Linked DNA regions of Mus musculus: region 1 is linked to region 2. Evidence: chromatin contacts called from public Hi-C data. All regions are on one chromosome and are shown on one strand. Each heading gives the region's core, a stretch centred on a gene start, on an enhancer-like site or on the middle of the called end of the contact. The rest is flanking DNA. Distances are from core to core; before and after follow the strand shown. Region 1 holds the start of Zmiz1os1 (a long non-coding RNA gene). Region 2 overlaps Zmiz1os1 (a long non-coding RNA gene).

The links. Hi-C and Micro-C count contacts between places; a contact is called where the count stands out from the background.
Region 1: a contact with region 2 is called in a Hi-C map of liver, with 2.0 times the contacts expected there. The contact joins the promoter of Zmiz1os1 here to the enhancer-like site in region 2. A contact is called at or near these places in 5 of 484 Hi-C or Micro-C datasets (cortical neurons, liver and uterus) and 2 of 115 datasets of contacts at active chromatin or transcription factors (double positive thymocytes and embryonic limb bud).

What each region holds. Positions count from the first base shown.
Region 1 is chr14:25,405,085-25,408,405 of GRCm38.p6, reverse strand. It overlaps Zmiz1os1 (a long non-coding RNA gene), which reads left to right and starts at 1,620. Exons shown (of 8, transcript XR_003951078.1): 1 at 1,620-2,256. Gm32645 (a long non-coding RNA gene) reads right to left here. Exons shown (of 7, transcript XR_003951092.1): 4 at 1,678-1,857; 5 at 380-647.
Region 2 is chr14:25,316,517-25,319,492 of GRCm38.p6, reverse strand. It overlaps Zmiz1os1 (a long non-coding RNA gene), which reads left to right. Exons shown (of 8, transcript XR_003951078.1): 2 at 1-831. Among named protein-coding and RNA genes, the nearest start is that of Gm41113, 61 kb to the left of the region's middle. Within about 2 kb of position 1,377, at least 150 of the 459 cell types and tissues checked have an H3K27ac peak or open chromatin away from gene starts, as enhancers often do. A contact at or near this core is called in cortical neurons, embryonic limb bud and liver, where this site is marked.

The DNA.
Region 1 (3,321 bases), core at 371-2,870, 89 kb before region 2:
TCTCTGCCTTTTTCATCCACTATATTTGAGAGTTGGGGATATAGTTCGATTAGTACACACCGGCATGCACAAAGTGCCAGCACTGCATAAAACCAGGCAGGATGGTACATGCCTATAAGTCAGCATTGTGGAGGTGGAAGCAGGGGGGGGGGTTAGAAGTTCAAGGCTATCCTTATGACAAAGTGAATTTGAGGCTTGCTTGGGCTACATGAGATCCTATCTCAAAGAACAAAAACAAAAATGCATTCAGCAAAATGAGAGAGAGAGAGAGAGAGAGAGAGAGAAGAGAGAAGAGAGAAGAGAGAAGAGAGAAGAGAGAGAGAGAGAGAGAGAGAGAGAGAGAGAGAGAGAGAGAGAGAGAATAGATCAGGTAACTTACCTGCATCAACAGTAGCCATTTCCCAGCCTAGACTAGGAAATGTTTACTAATTGAGCCTTTGAGAGGTGACCATTGAGGACAGAGTGGCCAGTGGGGAGGCCAGCTGCCATAGTCCCTGCTGAGTCGCTCCTTCCACTGGGACTCTTTCTGTTTACTTCAAGGGAAAACCCCAAGCAGAGCATCTGTGACAGCCAAGCCGGGCTTCCTGATAATTCTATTCCCAGACCAAATCACAGCTCGGGGACTGCGCTGCCATCAACATGATTACCTTGGGGGACAGAGACAGGGAATTTTATTAAATGAGACAATCTTGCTAAAAGGAAGCCTTACATGAGACTCTAGGCCTTAAATAATATTAGTGTCAAGAGATGACAAACATTTGGGCACGGTGATAGCATGCTGCCTAGGAGCCAGCGCTTGAGGGGAGGCCCCAGGGGCAAAAGAATCCAGAGGTGGCGGCAGACAGACACTCTCTGGCCCAGTGACCACACTTAAGTGGGCTGAAGTTCAGGGCCCTCTGAAGCCCTGCCCCAGAGGGAGAGAGAGGTCTCGTCTTTTCTACCTTAGGCACAATGGCCCTGCAACTGTGCAGGCTCCAGCAGAGGCAAGAGCTGGTTTCCAGGTTGGATGTCAGTTCCATCCCTGCACCATGCTGGGCTGCCCCGGGAAGCCTGTAAGGCGGTCCGTAGGCGTACCATGGAGATATGAAGACATAGCAAGTTCGCCTCCAAGTCCTGCTCACTGACCCCATAACCTTGGCCCGGTTAGACATCTCTGTGGATGACTGCTTCCTTGTTCTGGGGACAAAATGAATGAGTGCATATTGCTCTCCAAGGACAGTGCCTGGCACACAGGACATGTCCAAAGTATTCTCTCACTCTGTCTTGTGTTTCTGTTCCTGACCTCTCCCTACTGCTCCTGACGCACAATTGCTATAGTTTGGGTCTGGAATATTCTCTAAAGGTCCCTCCTAAAGATTTGGGCCTGCAAAACTATTGAGGGGGAGTGGTGTTTGGTAGAAATTAGGTCATTAGCAATGTGTCTTTGAAGAGACCATGGAGAGTCCCAGATGTCCTTCTCTCTTTGCTTTATAGTTACCAAGATATGAGCAGTTTGCCCCATCCCACATCACCAACATGACGTGCTGTTTTATGAATGTCACAGGACCAAGTCACCATGAATTCGAGCCTCTGAGACGCTGAGTTAAAATGAAACTTTCTGCTGTGTAAGTTGGTTCGCCCCAGGCATTGGTTATAGCAACAGAAAACTGACTTAACAATTATTCACATACTCTCTACCTGGGACAGGCGATGGGCTATTGAAAGGCCAGGTTCTCCAGGGCCTCAGGAGAATCCATACTTCAGACCTGGTTCCATCCATGTGGGCTGGCCTCGTTCATTCTCCCAAGGTAGCTTGGGGAGATCCCCCAGGAATCTAGGGACTGATAGAACAGCATCCTGCCTGGGTCTGAGTGATTCCTAGGACAACAGAAAATGCTCTGAGAGGTGGTGATTGGCTTCTGGGACTAGACAGCCATCTATGAATGACACAGATCAAACTGGCTATTCTGGGAGACAGCATAGGCTGGGGAGACCTGGACCTGGGTGGTGGAGGCCTTTGTCAGGGAGCCAGTAGTCTAGAATACCAGACTGGGTCTCACCTCCTTGCTTAGAGGCCATGAGCCATCATAGACTGTGGGTGGTCTACAGAGAGGGCAGTGTTTGTCAGTCTGTGTGGAGGAGGCGCCGCAGGTTTCCTTGGGGCTTTCTCAACCCTGTCCTTTCCAGATCCAGTTCCAGTTCGGTGGACATCAGGCCTGACTGCTCCTCTCTGAGCTTGCTCATGTCTCTACTGAGCACTGTACCCAGGAAGACAGGGTAGGTGTGGGGCTCACCTAAGGAGATGTGATAGGGGGACCCCACAGCCTCCAGCCCTGGGTTCCTGCCTGGCCTCCTCCAGGTAACATCACACCCATTAGGCTATCACACCTTCTTAGATCAAGGCCTACCTCTGCTAACCCAAATACCATCAGAGCCTAAGAAATCATCGAACTAGGTCTCCATTCTTTAAGTGAGCTTTCCCTTGGAGTAGCTGCCCAAGGGGTCATTGTGAACACTGAGATGTTCACTGGCCAGTAAGTGTTTGAGTCTGATCCAGGCTGACTTCTGTCCACAGAAGGGTCAGAGAGACACTCTGAAGGGACAGGTTGAGTTATGAATGAGGATGACCAGACATTCTGGGGAGAGGTCCAGGACACTCAGAGGTAGATGTGTAATTTGGAATGTCTGTTGGGAAGATGGCCTGGGAGCATTGGTGTAGGGCTATGGCACTGGGCTGGGCCTTTATTGATGGTGTCACTCTGCTTCAAGGATACATAGGGTCTGCCACCACCTCCACTCTTGGGAAGAAGGACAGATTCCCACTCAGACTCACACCAGCTCCGAATGAAGGACAAACAGCCCTGTTGGTTAATTACCCCCAGAGTACCAGGTTATGATGCTGTAGACAAGCAACCTGAAAGGACAGTCATCATCAGAGACTCCCACCCCCACAGTCGGTAGTAATGATTTAAGGGGTGTGTTCCCAGGTGGCTGGAAGCTGGTGTGAGCCCAGGCACACGGCCCAGGCTTTCTGCCAAGACAGAGCTAGGGATGGGCTGGGCCCTGGGTGGGAGGAGTTGTTCCTGTCATTCTCTTAGACTTGTGTGCCAGAAATGACCTTGATGTCTCCACTGGCTGTTCCCTGTCACTCTGTCCCCAACAAATATGGAGGGACATTTTAGAATGAGAAGCCCTGAGAGCCCTTCTTCCATCTGTTGGCTGCCGTAATTCACCAGTGGGCTAGTGCATCTGACCCATTTACTTTTTTGTTAAATGTTTTAAAGCCTTATTGATTGTTTGTGTGTGTGTGTGTGTGTGTGTGTGTACATGTGCATGCATGTG
Region 2 (2,976 bases), core at 128-2,627:
TAGGTGAATCCCTGGAGCTGGCTTCTTGGCCAACCAGTCTACCGGTAGCAAGCTCCAGACCCAGCGAGAGAGCTGTCACAGTGGAAAGGCAGGAGGTGCCTGGAGAGTAGCACTAGAGGTTGTCCTCTGGCTTCCATATGCATGTGCACCCACACTAAAATAAATGGAAACCTTTGATATTGTCACCAAGAAGTTTTTAAGGACTGCCTTTGGTTCCCTCCACCCCATAAGCCAATGAATTCAGCTGACAATCGTCTGACCTCCACACTGCCTCAGCCCCATCCTGTGACGTCCCTATAGATGGCCATAATCAGCCCTGTCACAGCTGTAGGCTGCTTCCGAATTCTCGACGCAGGCCCTGGTTCCTCATCTCTGTGTGGAGGACCCGCGAGGCCTAAGGCTTCCCGCTCCTGAGGCAGGCTACTCCAGAGGAGCACTGAGAGTCCCTGAGCTAATCGACAGCGGGCTTATCATTGGCTGAAGAGGTATGTGCCAGCCAGGCAGCCAGTTTACTGGATTCTGGTCTTGCTCTAACTTCTGTGGTTCGTTGGACCTAAGTTCCATTATGAGACGGACTTGGCAGCAGCGCATGGGCAGTGCATTGGAGCACAGGAAACTTCCAGAGCCAAGCTGTCAGGGGTCTTTCCCAGCACTGCCTCCTACTAATGGTGCCTCCTACTAATGGTAGGATTCCTCGGCAACTCAGTTTCCACACTAGTTAAACGATGATGATATGCATTTGTCTCGCAGGGTTGCTTCAGGCTTGGAAGAATTCATCACACTGGTACCCAGAGTAACTTCAGGTAAAATGAAGGCGCACCAAAATCAGAGGTAAGAGGAGGGATCCTGAATCTCAGGCCAGAGCGGCCGTGCAGTGGGAAGCGAGGAGGCACGTGACTGTCCTCGAAGATTTCATTGTGATAGTCACGGAGGCTGCTTCACTCTTCAGAGACACCATGTAACTTCCTTTCAGTATCTGGGTGAAGTTCAGCGACATCCTAGCGCATCTGGTCCTCTTCCAGGAAGCCTTCCTAGGTGGATAGGCGTGAGGCGCAGCCTTACGCTGTGGGCTCCCTGCCCCCACTGCCAGTGCCACCCTTTGGCCTCAGACAAAGCGGGCACCAGCAGCAGCAGCCGCCGGGCTGGCTCAGTGGCTTTCATGAGGCAGGGGCTCCGGGGAGCCCAACCCGGGCCGGTCTGCTTTGAATGCTATTTGCATTGCAATAGGCCAGCCTGGCCTTCAATACAGGCCCCTTCTTTTTTTGACACAGCAGCTTCACAATCGCCTATTGACCGGGCACCTGTTCCTGCCCCAGACGCTATGCAAATGCCGGCCAGGAGCGAAGCCGCCAGCCCCTCGGGCCATTGTGCATTGAACCCTGATGGCGCCCTGCCAGCTCCCAGCCGGCCTTTGTTCACTAGCTGTGCTGAGCCACCCCCGCCACCGCCTCCGCCCGCCTGAGGTGCCCTGCCGAGGAACCGCTTGCTGACAGCCACTTGGGTCCTTGCACCTGAAGAAAGGCTGCTCAATCTGGAGGCCAGGCCCACGCTGAGGCTGGGCCAGGGGCCCCGAGGAGAAGAGGCAGGCAGCTCGCAGGCTGGGGTCCTTAGCTCCTGTCCCCGGGGACCGCGGAGAGGGGCCTGGCAGGCGGAGGAGGGGGCAACCCGGACCATGCCATCTGGGGGCGGAGAGATTATAATAATCGCTCTCACATCTGCTGAGGGCCTACCCGCCGCAAAGCCCTCTCAGGGCTGGTCTCCCTGCAGGCACACCTGCCTCTCGAAGAGGGCTAGATTGTGCCTTTGGGGGTGGGGTGGGGATTGTAGTCCTCTGGGGGGAGCTGGCTGAGATCAAACAGTGGAGACAGGGGCTCAAACCCACGGGGGTGGATGTCTCACTTCCCAGACTTTGGGTGTAAAGTTTGGCTGTTCTTCTTCATCTCTTCTACCTGTCCTTTAGCAGGATGGCTGACTCCTCGGCTTCAGGGTGCGACAGATAGCTCTGCCTCAGTTGCTTTTCTTTCTGCAAAAGGAGTTTTAGGTTGTTCTGATAGTTACAATAGGCAAGGCTCTGCCATCTATTCCAACATAACAAATAAAGAGACAGGTAATGAAAGGCAAAGATGAAGTCAGTGTGGTCATCCTAGATAGAACAGATAAGGGAATCTAGTGATCGATCCCCCAGGTCCCATTCTGAAGTACTGACATGAACTTTAGGCTTACCAAGGAAGAGGGAAGAGGGGACAAAGGCATATGCATAATTATGTAGTCTCTGTCAAAGTGTGGTCCCACCCAGCGCTGCCTCAGCTCTGGCCTTGGTGAGTTGTCCAAAGAAGTCCTTGTAAGGCCAAGAGGCAAGCTGGCTCCAAAAAGATGATATCCTGCTCCAAGGTGCTACCACACCCTCACGGATGACGGCCCTTGCCTGGGGTTTTCTGTCCAGCTAGATGCTGTTGTTTCTGGAATTCATGGTCACTGACTACTTTGGGGGTCTGGACAGGACAATATAAAAAGCTGACAGTTATCATGCCTCAGTTTCCCATCTTTGTGCCTTCAATCTGGGAGTGGGGTGAGGTAGGCTGGAGTAGCCTTGGTTCTAGACAGCTCCTCCTGGGTGATTAGTTTCTCTCTGTATGGAGGCGTGCGGCTCACCCACAGTACAGTAAGCACAAAGGCAAGGTGAGGGTGCCAGGCTTTCACTCCACTTCAGTTGTCCTGTGGGTCTAGGGGAGGAGTAAATATAGTTTCTGAGTGCCTGAAAAAAGCATCCTCCATGCTGGGACAGGCTCCAAAGCTAGATGGCATCTCCTGGCACCCGCTGAAGTGCCAGCCCATGGTCCCCAGTGCAGAGTCACTGAACCAAAGGCTGAGGTGGCACTGCTCTCCAGTTTTCATGTCATCTGACGCACAGACAAGTTTGAAGACCACCAACTCCCAATCAGTGCTGGCTCTCCTGTATCCAAGCCTTGGCTCACA